2 separate regions of the Sus scrofa genome follow, and region 1 is linked to region 2. The links are chromatin contacts, called in public HiChIP or PLAC-seq maps. All regions are on one chromosome and are shown on one strand. The core of a region is the stretch at or near the end of the contact, and the rest is flanking DNA. Distances in the headings are between cores, read along the strand shown. Region 1 overlaps PHLDB2 (pleckstrin homology-like domain family B member 2). Region 2 overlaps PHLDB2 (pleckstrin homology-like domain family B member 2).

The links. HiChIP or PLAC-seq counts read pairs in DNA pulled down with a chosen protein or histone mark.
Region 1: an H3K27ac HiChIP or PLAC-seq map of skeletal muscle shows a contact between it and region 2, with 5 times the contacts expected there. The contact joins two enhancer-like sites. A contact is called at or near these places in 8 of 47 Hi-C or Micro-C datasets (embryonic fibroblasts, fetal heart ventricle, heart right ventricle and 4 more) and 1 of 2 datasets of contacts at active chromatin or transcription factors (skeletal muscle).

Annotation. Positions count from the first base shown.
Region 1 is chr13:147,991,508-147,997,436 of Sscrofa11.1, forward strand. All of the region lies in intron 1 of PHLDB2 (pleckstrin homology-like domain family B member 2), which reads right to left. Among named protein-coding and RNA genes, the nearest start is that of PHLDB2, 31 kb to the right of the region's middle. Within about 2 kb of position 2,679, at least 4 of the 83 cell types and tissues checked have an H3K27ac peak or open chromatin away from gene starts, as enhancers often do. A contact at or near this core is called in omental adipose tissue and skeletal muscle, where this site is marked.
Region 2 is chr13:147,897,388-147,903,638 of Sscrofa11.1, forward strand. The region is part of intron 2 of PHLDB2 (pleckstrin homology-like domain family B member 2); the gene reads right to left. Among named protein-coding and RNA genes, the nearest start is that of ABHD10, 120 kb to the left of the region's middle. Within about 2 kb of position 1,619, at least 64 of the 83 cell types and tissues checked have an H3K27ac peak or open chromatin away from gene starts, as enhancers often do. A contact at or near this core is called in omental adipose tissue and skeletal muscle, where this site is marked.

The sequences.
Region 1 (5,929 bases), core at 1,429-3,928, 95 kb after region 2:
AAGAGAGTTTAGACTTGGCTGGATCCCTAACATAAACTTTATAAGAAATATGTCATTCTCAGTGTTCAGTTAGAACTGGGTTGACCTAGTCGCTTGTCAGCCCAGAGAACAGACAGCTGACAGCTTTCAAAAGCTGTCCAGCTTTGTCATGAATACATAGGCACAGAAACCTATAAACTTTGTCATCTAGAAGCCACTCACTTGCATGAGTTTACTTTTCTTCCTCTTCTCTTTACGGTAAAAAACAATTTATTAAAAAAAATAGATCGGAAATATAAAATTAAGTGCTTTTGAAAATACAACTTGTAGAACTTTCCAGTATTGCATTGGAAAAGATTTTCTTCTGACCAGGGTCTCCTTTTGAATAGTAATAATAACAATGATAATATCATAGATTTTGAGACCGTTTAAATGTATTTCTTCCTGGTAATGCAAATAGACAGAAGTTCATGGTTCGAGTAAGAGAGAAGCAATAAATTCTCATAATGATGGAAGCCTTCTATTTTAGCATTTATTCTGGGGGGGTTGGAGGTAGTCAATACCAAATTCAAAGGGTCATTTGTTAATAATACAAAGTAAAAAAAAATTGAACAGGGAAAAATTTCTCTTTATAGAAAAGCTGGTTAATGCTTATGTTTGAGGCAGGTGAAAGCAAATTTAAGGATAACATTTTAGGTTCGGAGATACTTTCTGAAAAGAAACATTTTCTTTCTGTTATGAATTATGTCTCTCCCCCCCCCCCATAGATTCTGACGTCCCTATTCCCAGTACCTGTGGAAATGTTATTATTTGGAAACAGCTTCTTTGTAGAAGATCAAGTTAAAATGAAATTATTAGGGTGAACTCCAATCCAATGTGACTGGTGTCATTGTAAAAGATGATGTTTGGACACAAAGACGACTTAAACCCAGAGAAAATGCCATGTGAAGATGAAGGTGGAAATCAGGGTGATGCACTGTAGGCCAAGGAACACCAAAGATTTCCAGAAGACCACTGGAAGCCAGGAAGAGAGGCATGAAAACGATTCTCCCCCATAGCCCTCAGAAGGAAAAAACCTGCCTGCACCTTGGTCTTGAAATTCTGGCCTCCAGGAGTGTGAGACAAATATCCATTCTTTCAGCTGCTCCATCTGTGGTACCTTGCTACAGCAGCCCTGGGAAACTAATAAATTTACAGAGACACAGCATCTTCTTCCTCAAGGCCATGGACTGCCCAGAGACCGGCTTTAGGGAGTTGGGCTATATCGGAACGGCCACCAAAAAGGGACCAATGGAGTTCTTGGGGCTCAGCAGTTTAAGAACCTGAAATAGTGACCGTGAGGATACAGGTTTGATCCCTGGCCTTGCTCAGTGGGTTGAGAATCTAGCATTGCCGCAAAAGTGCAGCAAAGATTACAGGTGTGGCTCAGATCCAGTGTTGCCATGGCTGTGGCGGAGGCTGGCAGCTACAGCTCTGCTTTGAGCCCTGGCCAGGGAACTTCCATATGCCACAAGTGTGGGTGTAAAAGAAAAAAAAAGGTTGGTGGGGGGGAGACACTGAACACATGTCTGTGAGCAGTCTTGCAGGAAGGTTCTAGATGCCCTGAGATTGTTGGGCTCCATTTCTCTGCTAACTCCCACCGAAGCCCCCTTTCCAGACTTTGCTCCAACTTACTGGATTTGTACCAATTACTCTTTTGTTCTCTTCTCTGTAGGTGATCAGATCCTTGATCTAGGATTTTTGTCATTGCCTTGTTTTGCTCATCTTCCAGGAAGAGACTTACAGCATGAACTGGCAAGTTCCAGGGTTGAGATGTCAGATTTTCACTCTTGGTTTCCAATTCCATCTTTGTGATATAAAAACTGTGTAGTATTGGCGAGTCACTTCCTACCTCTGAATAGGGTTTTCCGTTTGTGAAATGGTGCACTAACATAAGCACTCATGGTAATCCTATAATAGCATAAGCTAGAGTGTTTTGTACACACGTTGTGTTTCCTTTGTTCTATAACTTGGTGTGTGTGTGGTGTGTCTGAGCCACAAAAATTGTTATTTCCAGAAAAAGATACATAGCACGAAAGTCACAGAGTCTCAGAGGACAGCCACTTAATAGTTGCATTAAAAATAGTAACAAATAAGTGTTAAATTAAATTCACAAAATATTACTAATTGGTAATCGCTGAGGAAAAGAGTGTACACATGGACATATACACTGGGAAAATAGAAGCAAAAGTAATGAGCAAACAAAGATCTAAATACTTGCTGAGAGATGATAAGTGTTTCCCCAGACAGCATTTCTACGTCCCAAAGGAGCTTCGTATCTGGAAAAATACATTGATGATGTAATGAGAACCCTTCCCAGAGGAAGCACCTTCTGCTGAGGGAAACAGGGGCCTCTGGATGCAACCAGTGATTTTCAGCTGTGCAGCTCTGGCCTGTCTTTCTCATTACCTCAGTTTTCCGTTTCTAAACTGATGATTCTGCTCCTTTCTCTAAAATACTACCTAGGAATACTGGAAAGTGAAGTCAACTTTGTGAAATTATATGAGAGGCTGGAGAATAAAGTAGCTAAAATTCAACATAGCTTTAATGGGTGAATTTATCTTTATCTTCTAAACTGTTGAGATACTGTGGTGGTCACCAGTCAAACATACCCAACCCAGCAGGGTTCTTAATCTCTCTAACCCATCTGTGTTTCATCAGTTCGCCTCCATCTGCCCAAACACTTACTGAACAGAGCTGCTAGGGATTATACAGCTTTGAGATGGAACAGAACACCGAGGGTTGACGGGAAACGTTTAAAGGCAGCAGGTTCTAACCGCGGGGCACATCCACAATCCTGAGTCTAGTGACAGTTTTCACAAGTGCAACTTTCAACTGGGGACATCTCGGAGATGAGGAAACCAGTTTTCTAACATCCCTGTCCCCTGAACATGCTTGGACACCCTTCGGCATGCCATCAGCACTTTGTCTCTGTTATTTTGGGAATACATTGATGAGATTCCACCAAACGCTTCATCTAGAACTACAAAATATTCAGACTGGGGAAAGGCTGATGATGAAATGTATTTGGGGAGTTCCCGTCGTGGCGCAGTGGTTAACGAATCCGACTAGGAACCATGAGGTTGCGGGTTTGGTCCCTGGCCTTGCTCAGTGGGTTAAAGGATCTGGCATTACCATGAGCTGTAGTGTAGGTTGCAGACACGGCTAAGATCCCACGTTGCTGTGGCTGTGGTGTAGGCTGGCGGCTACAGCTCCAATTAGACCCCTAGCCTGGGAACCTCCATACGCCGTGGGAGCGGCCCTAGAAAAGGCAAAAAGACAAAAAAAAGAAAAAAAAAGAAATGTATTTGGCTGTGGTCTTGTGAGGTAAAAAGAGTGGTCCTTATGATCTCGTGATGTTGGAATATGGGGGAGGGTGTTATCTGACAGCTCAGATAAGAAAGGCATTGGACCGAAGTGAAAATGTTTATTGGGGCATTGGGCTCTCTCCTAGATCACCAGGTCCTAATAATTTTCATGGGCTTCCCCATCCTCCTTTCCACAAGGGTGCTTAAAGGAACTTAGAGGAAACACATTTTTCTCTCTCCCATAGACCAAGCCACATCCAAACACAGAGACTTCCACACACAGTATCAAGGTCATTTACGTGTTAAATAAAAGTCAAGCCCACAGGGTTACTGATGAGTGCTGCTCTTAGGTCATAAATAAAAGTCCTGTTGCATGTGGATCTTCACTAACATCTGGCAACACTCACAGCTGCATGTCTGACCATGGGTCAGAGGCGAAAGGGAGGCAGCCGTTCACTGAAGACACTGTTTTCATTGGTCCATAATTAAAAACTCAAGAAATTGCTCATTGGCAGCCAGAGGGCTCCTTGGGTGTTTATGAGTCTCTTCCTCTGGCAAAAATGAGAGTGGGAGTTGGTTCGATGGTATGCTGAAACATTCCAGACATGAATCTAAGTATTGTCTCTGAGGATCTCTGCACGTAGGCCCAGCTAGACAATGCAAAAGATGCTGGCTGGGCAGAGCAAACTCCAGGAATGTAGGTGGTTTGGGGTGATGAAGTTTCACAGGAAGACATTTAAGTCCCTGGCAGTTGTATGGACCATTGTTCAGCATGGATCCCTTAACACTGCTATGGTGGTCGTTCATGTATTTGTGGCCAGATCAGAGGCTGTGGGTGGGGGACTGGCTGGCTAGCTGCTGGGTAGACATGCACCTATCCAGAGCTCCCAGTTGTCCCAGAATTCTTGTGGCCATTGAGGTCCATTGTTTTCTTTCATGGGTTCAGCTTTGGTCTAGGAGAGGGAAGGGTCATTTTAGCTCATCTTTTTATCACCAGTGCTCTCACCAGCTGTCTCTGACATTGTCTTCCTGTACAAATATATTATAACTTTATTCTGCTGTTTACAGAAAATAATAACCCAACTTCAATGTGAAAAACATTTGTTACAAACTGTATGTAAGTAGGTAAGGGCCATTGAATCCATATAGACTCAACATGATTTTATGTGTTTTTAAAGTATTATTGAAGTGTAGTTAATTTACAATGTGTTAATTTATGCTGTACAGCAAAGTGATTCAGTTATACATATACATCCTTTATATACATTATATTCTTGCTCTTATTCTTTTCCATTACAGTTTATCATAGGATACTGAATATGGTTCCTTATGCTACACAGTAGGATTTTGTTGTTTTTCCATCCTATATGTAATAGTTTGTGACATAATTTTACGTTAAAATCTCTTGGTTCTTCTCCACATATGGTATCACTTCTTAACTCAACTCCATGCAGAAATTCTATTGTATTCCTATGACCCAGTTTCTAGTTACGATCATCTAAAATTCAATGAGGTAACTTGCCTGGACATTACTCAGATTATTAACATAATTTATTTCCCTAAGCCCCCTTTTTTTTTTTTGGTCTTTTGTTGTTGTTGTTGTTGCTATTTCTTGGGCTGCTCCCGCGGCATATGGAGGTTCCCAGGCTAGGGGTTGAATCGGAGCTGTAGCCACCAGCCTACGCCAGAGCCACAGCAACGCGGGATCCGAGCCGCGTCTGCAACCTACACCACAGCCCACGGCAACAGCCCACGGCAACGCCAGATCGTTAACCCACTGAGCAAGGGCAGGGACCGAACCCGCAACCTCGTGGTTCTTAGTCGGATTCGTTAACCACTGCGCCACGACGGGAACTCCCGTCTAAGCCCTTTCTAATAGGGGAAAGTGTATTTGCTGCTCTCTACTCTTGCTTTTTCCTAATTTTCTTTCTTCGTTAGGTGAATCATCTCTCCTGATTCTGCTTTTCTTTTTTTTTTTTTGGTCTTTTTGTCTTTTTTTTTTAAGGGCCACACCCGCAGCATATGGAGATTCCCAGGCTAGGGGTCCAATTGGAGCTGTAGCCACCGGCCTACACCACAGCCACAGCAACACTGGACCTGAGCCATGTCTGCAACCTACACCACAGCCACAGCAACACCGGATCCTTAATCCACTGAGTGAGGCCAGGGATTGAACCTGCATCCTCATAGATGCTACTTGGGTTTGCTAACTGCTGAACCACAATGGGAATTCCTGATTCTCCTTTTCTAATTTATCTTCCTATCCTCAGCTTTTAGGATATCCCACCAGCTCTTTCCACATTCTACCTGCTTCCCCTATACAACCCAATTCATATACCTCTCAACCTAGTACTTAGAAAATCCAGCCCAAGACATTATAAAAATTGTCATCTCTAAGACAAATTAGTGGCCATATTAAAAAGTAATTGTTGGAGACTGGCAGCTACAACAAAACATATTTTTCATTGCTGGTAAAATCAATGGGCTTGTGACAATAGCTGTTGAGAATGGGATCAAAGGGATCATAATTTTTACTGCTTGCTGGGCTTTCACTCTGTGTTAGGCACAGTTCTGAGCACTTTATATGAAATATTTAATCTCAC
Region 2 (6,251 bases), core at 369-2,868:
AAGGTACATCACTTAAAAGTTGTTTTTGTTTCAAACAGATGACATTTACACAATTATTATTATTTAAGATCTAACAGAAAGTCAGATTTATAAAGCACATGTATCCCTCTTGGAAGATGTACAAAACCACTGTCTTTCTAAATCATTCACAGAACTGCCTTCCTGATAAGGGTTGAGAATTAGCAAGTATTTAAAAGCAATCACGTTTTTCACACTAACTTCTCTAGTGCACTTCACAATCAACCCTTGTGTACAATACAGACCTCAAGACAGGGCTTGTAAGAAAAACTACAAAATGCAATCATAGATCTAATCATTTCAGCTTTTTCTTCCCTCTCATGTGCAAAAGCAAATAACTAAACCATTTGTGAAAAGATTGCTGAAGAGTTCCAGTTTTGGTCTGGGGTTCTTTAAGACAGGAATTAGCAACCTCTCAGCACAATTTCCCAAGTATCTTTTCCTCCCCCACTTCAATCAGCCATCCAAAAGACATCCCCTAAAGTCTGTCCTCAGCCCAAAAGAACAGCAGCTGCCAGCTGCATGAAAACAGATTGAAGCCTGGAAATTGACTGAAATGATGACTACTCCTAACCAAACATCTTATTTTTCCATTTGTGAGAAAGGCTGGGGTTTGCAAACCTCCGGGTCTCAGGAGGTGAAGGCTACACTAATCAGCCAAGAGCAAAAACTCAACTCTCCCCGCTTTTAAAGGAAATCTCAGTTATAAACATTTTGGGGACTTTACAGAATTTCTTAAGTACATGCAATGTTTAAATTTCCACATTAAATATGTAAGATAAAAACAACTAAAAAAAAAAAAACTGTTAAATAACTTAGGTCCAGGAATATGAAAAAGGAATCATGAATAGACACAACTGTTACTTTTCAAAGAACCTTAGCTCTTTATTCAAACAAATATTTACACAATTGAGGGCAATGGTACCAAGGATATAGCCATTCTGTTAAAATAGTAGGCAACTCTAACGGTTTATTTATCCCCAATCCAACTACTCCGTTGCTATCCTACCAGAAACCAAGAATTCAAGTGTTCTCAGGGCAAAAGTTTAACTTTCCGAAACTGTGAAGTTCATTTAGACCTCTCCCAGCTGAATTCAGATAATGCTAGAATCTCAGAGGCATATCTCAAATGCCTAAATTAAGCCCAGCTAGGACGCTTAATGTTTAAAGTTGAAAATAAGTATCTATAATGAATACATTCATACAAGGAAGGGAAATGTGGCTGACATATATTTACACTAAAAGCACGCCCCAGGTTTATGCCTCTTCTCCTAGTTCCACTCCCAGCTGCCTCTGGCAGTGACTAGTTGTGCACTCTAGAATTCTTGAGAGCTACTTTAGAGCAGCAGAAGGAAGACTTCTAGGGATGAGGGCAGGGCCAGGCAGGAGGATTTCCAGCCTCTGGCAAGTCTACCAACAGAAAAGGCTGCAGGCGCAATTCTCTTTTTACATGAGAAAGGTGGATGGGTAGGCGCTGGAAAGCAGGTTCTACTTCCTAAGCTCTTTTAAACAGGAAACCCCAACCCTGGAAGGGACAGCCTGTCAGCCTTTTAATTTCCTGGCGGTGGCGGGAGTTAGCCAGGTCCGCGGCGCTTTAATAAGTGATGACTGCTAGAGCTAAGTTATTCAAGGTACCAGCAAACATTTCAGCCGCGCCTCGGCCATGCCGGGCGCGGGTGTAACAGGGGTTCAAAACATTTCCCACTTCCAGCCGCTATGTCTAGGGGTGCGGAGACCGCCATAACATACATTTGGAGCGGGGGAATCTAAAGCCAAATCGGAATCCGAGGCCCTGAGAGGTTCAAACTTGCGAGCCCCATTCTTGAAATAAAGTGGACCAAAAGCGCAGCTAGCTAGATATTTGGGGGAGGGGGTCTTCTCTGAATTCCGAGCCCACACCATCCAGCGGCGGACTCTCTCTTTACTCTGCCCACAGCGACAAAGCAGCCTACCCCCAAGTTTCCGATCCCTCTCTCCTTGAGTATACAGACTTCTCAGCAAAAGTTCCCTCCGGTCCCCCCCAAATCCGCCAGTTCCCTACAATAGTTCTGTGAGCTTCTCTTCTATCCCGCTGCTCCCTCCCGAGGATCCTCTCAACCGAGGTCTATCCATTCCTGGGGTTGGGCCCCCCAAAGCTGCGCAGCCCGGGCTCTGCTAACCCCAGCCCGGGCTTTTGTCCCTGCAGCCCGCAAGAAAAGCAAAAAAAAAACCTCTGCGTCCCCGGCACCCACTCACCGTCTCATCTTTCCTCGGAGCCGCCACTCTCCAAGGGCCCGGCTGCCCCTCGCCTTGCCTTTGCCCCCCTCCCCCGCCTCCCTCCCACCCTCCCTCTGGACCCGCCGCAGTTCCAGCCGCAGCCGTCCGGCCACTCCGGACTCGCGGAGCGCAGTCAGCGCGCCCCTCCTGGCCCCGGCGGCCACTGCCTCCTCTCCGCCCCCAACCCTCCGCCGAGCAAACGGGCGGCGACCAACTCGGCGGCGGGGGGAGGCAGCGCCCGGAGGGAGCGGCTCGGACGCGCGAAGCCGGCCCGGCCCCCTCCACCCCTCCTGCGGCCGGCCCCTCCTCACCTGGCTCTTTTGCGCGGCGGGGTCCCCGCGGCGAGGGACGGAAGGCGCGCTCCGGAGGCCAAGCCTCTGGGTGCGGTCCCCCTCGAGCCGCGGTGGTGGGCCCCGCGCGGCTCCGGTGCCTCGGCCCCCTTTGTAACCACCGCGGCGGGCACGGAGGGGCTCGAAACAGTGAAGTCGGTGAAGCTCCCGGCAGCTCGCAGTTGGGGCTTCTACTGCTGCAGGAGGGGTTTGGTTGGTCGCCCCATCACAGGGCGCCAGCTTCTCCAAGCCGCGTTTACAGCCAGCCGTGCAGTAGAAACTTTTGTCTCACTTACCGAAGTCTTTCTTAATGAGCTGGAAGAAGGGCGGGAGGGTACACGTCCTCGGGCGGCGATTTCTTCACCCAACGGTGAAGTTTCTACTGGGAAACTCCAGGTGACCGCACCTCCTCCCTACAGTTCGCCCGCGGGCAGGTACCCAACGTCAGAAAAGCAGCTTTGCAAAATCGCTGGGTTATTATTTTAAAATCCTTTAAAATAACTTACACTGATTTCCTTTTGGTTATTTCTCTTGAAAGTTTTTATATTTTCCAATGTGTTTTATTCTCAGTGGCTGCAACCAGTGAAAACAAGGCTGATGTGAACAGCGGGTGGGTGCTTCCGCGGAAGGCGACCAACTGGACCCAGAGCGGCCTCAGTCCCTCTCCGCACGCGGGAGTGTGAACCTCTGCCAAGTTCTGAGTGATTCTCTGGGCTTACCAAGACAAAGGTCATTGGCCCTCCAGTAATTCACAACAACAAGAAAGAGCACGATAAATTGCAAACTAATTTATGATCAGTATGGCTTTGGGCAAGTTGTTTTCACTCCCAGCCTCAAGGTCATCTTCTGTGTAGTAACAGTGATACCGATGTAGCAGGATGGTTAAGAGGCTTTCGGATAATGTATGCAAAATTCCTGACACCATGAGAGGCACTTAGTAGGCACTCAACAAATTGCTTGTTTAATGGACTTTTCATTTGGGCAAGTAAAAGTCTGACTTCTAGTTTAGGGGAGAAGTTCACCTACTAACTACTTGATGTCTTATAGAAATGTCTTCTTCCCTGTCCTGGTTCTTTTCCCCTCAGAAACATACAGGAATCAGTAGGACCACTTAGATGCGCCAGTAGTTCTCTCTTCTCTCCCACATCAACAATTTCCTCCTATTGAATCATCCCATCGCCATAAAATCATTTTATTTCTCCCACCTTAAAAGCAAAAAACTCTCTGGAATCCACTTCCCCCTCCAGCCACTTGCCTTTTTTTCCTGCTCAGCCACAGCAAAACTCCCTTAAAGAGTCTCTAGGAGGAGTTCCCTGGTGACCTAGCAGTTTGGGGAATCCCATGTTGTCTCTGCTGTGGTTCTGGTAAATGCTGTGGCATGGGTTCGATCCTAGGCACGGAAACTGGTGCGGCCAAAAAAAAAAAAAAAGTGTTTAAGAAAAGCTGTTTCCAAGTTTTCTCTTCGCATTTACTCTGATCAGGTTTTGCTTCTACTATGTCCTTTAGAAATCCTCCTAGGAAGATCAAACTTCTAAATTGGACATTTTTTCAGGGCTCATCTCACTCCAACTATTAGCAGAAATTCATGGTTAAATACCTTTTTCACCTGAAAACAATTTTATGTGGACTTCCACAACTTTTTCATTTCTTTTCTTCCTACTCCACTGCTTGTTCTTCTCAGTCTCCCTTGCTAGTCCCTTCTCTTTCCCCAGGGTTTGTGTCACCAGAGTTCAGGCTTTCAACCCCTCATCTATTTATACCCATTCCCTTAATGATCTCATCCTGTCTCATGGCACTAAAGATCACCTGTGTGGTAATGACTCCCAAATTTTACCTCCAGCCTGACCACCTCCCCTGAACTGCAGGCCCCAGGCTCCTGCCCACTTAGATGCCTACTAGGCTTCTCCCAGGTAACATCTCTGACACTGAAATCCTGAAATTCTTCTTTCCAATCCCCAATCACCACATCTCAACTGAAGTCTTCCTCATATCAGGCCAAAAACCTTGGTGTTATCCTTGAGTTCTGTTTCTCTCACATTTCAAATCCAATCCACCAGGAAAAAAAAAAAAAAATTAGCTCCACTTTCAAAATAAGTCCAATATTCAACTACTCACCACCTGCATCATTATCACTACCCTGGTCTGGCATCACGTCTTGACTTATCCTTGCCCTGTTTCTCCTTTTGCCCACCTGCAGGCAGTTCTCAACTCACAACCAGAACAATCCTTTTTAAACATTGAGCCAACTCAGGTTTGCTCAAAACCCTACAGTGGTTCACATCTCAATCAGAGTTAAAGGCAAAGGCTAAGAATGGCCTAAAAGGAAAATACATTATCTGTGGTTCTTTGACCTCAGCATCTACTTCTCTGACTTCAGTCACTTAGCTCCTGCCACAATGGCCTCCTCAGTGTTCCTGGACTAGATTCCTATATGGTATGCTGCCATCTTGGGGCCTTAATGCTAGCTGTTCTCTCTGCCTAAAATTCCTCCTCACCCCAAGTACCTGCATGGCTTGCTTTTGCACTTCCTTCAAGACACTGCTCAAATGTCACCATGTTCCTCAAGCTTACTCTGACCATTAAAATGAAAAAGCATTCCCCATACCAGTAAGCTAGCTCACTTCTTCCCTCCTCCTTCCTTCGACACCTATAATATTATAATATTTTGTTGTTGTTTGTTTGTATTTTACAATAGCACCTTCAGCATATGGAAGTTCCCAGGCGAGGAGTCGAATCAGAGCTGCAGCTGCTGGCCTACACCACAGCCACAGATCACATCAGATCTGAGCCGCATCTGCAATCTACAGCTTGTGGCACAGGTGGATCTTTAACCAAATGAGCAAGGCCAGAGATAGAAACAAATCCTCACAGACACTATGTCAGGTTCTTAAACCACTGAGCCACAATGGGAACTCCCCATAAAATGTATTTTTTCATATGTTTATTTTCTGACTCTCCTCACTACAATGTAAGTTTTCTGCAGGCAGGATTTTTGTTTGCCGCCTCCAGTGGTATATCCCCAGTACTCCTAGAATGATGCCTCACATGTACTTAGTGCTAAAAAATGAATGACTTTGACCCAAAGCATAATGGGTGTAAACACTTCCTGGCCTGGAACAATTCCAGCAATACTCTCAACTAGACAGATGTCTTGGAGACAGTTGCTCTCCCTCAAAGGCTCCGAGGAGTATATTTACCAACTAGACACACCTAGAATGGCCATAGTTAGACTGACAATATTCTTGAATAATACAGCTAATAGTTATTGAGACCAACCATTACTCTATGTACCAGGCATTCTTCCAAATATATCACAGTCTTCATTAGTTTAATCCTTATACAACTTTTCGAAGTAAGTACTGTCGGGAGTTCCCATCGTGGCTCAGTGGTTAACGAATCCAGCTAGGAACCATGAGGTTGCAGGTTCGATCCCTGGCCTTGCTCAATGGGTTAAGGATCCAGCACTGCCGTGAGCTGTGGTGTAAGTCACAGATGAAGCTCAGATCCCGAGTTGTGTGGCTGTGGCGTAGGCCAGCGGCTACAGCTCTGATTCGACCCCTAGCCTGGGAACCTCCATATGCTGCAGGAGTGGCCCTAGAAAAGGCAAAAAGACAAAAGTAAATAAATAAATAAATAAATAAATAATAA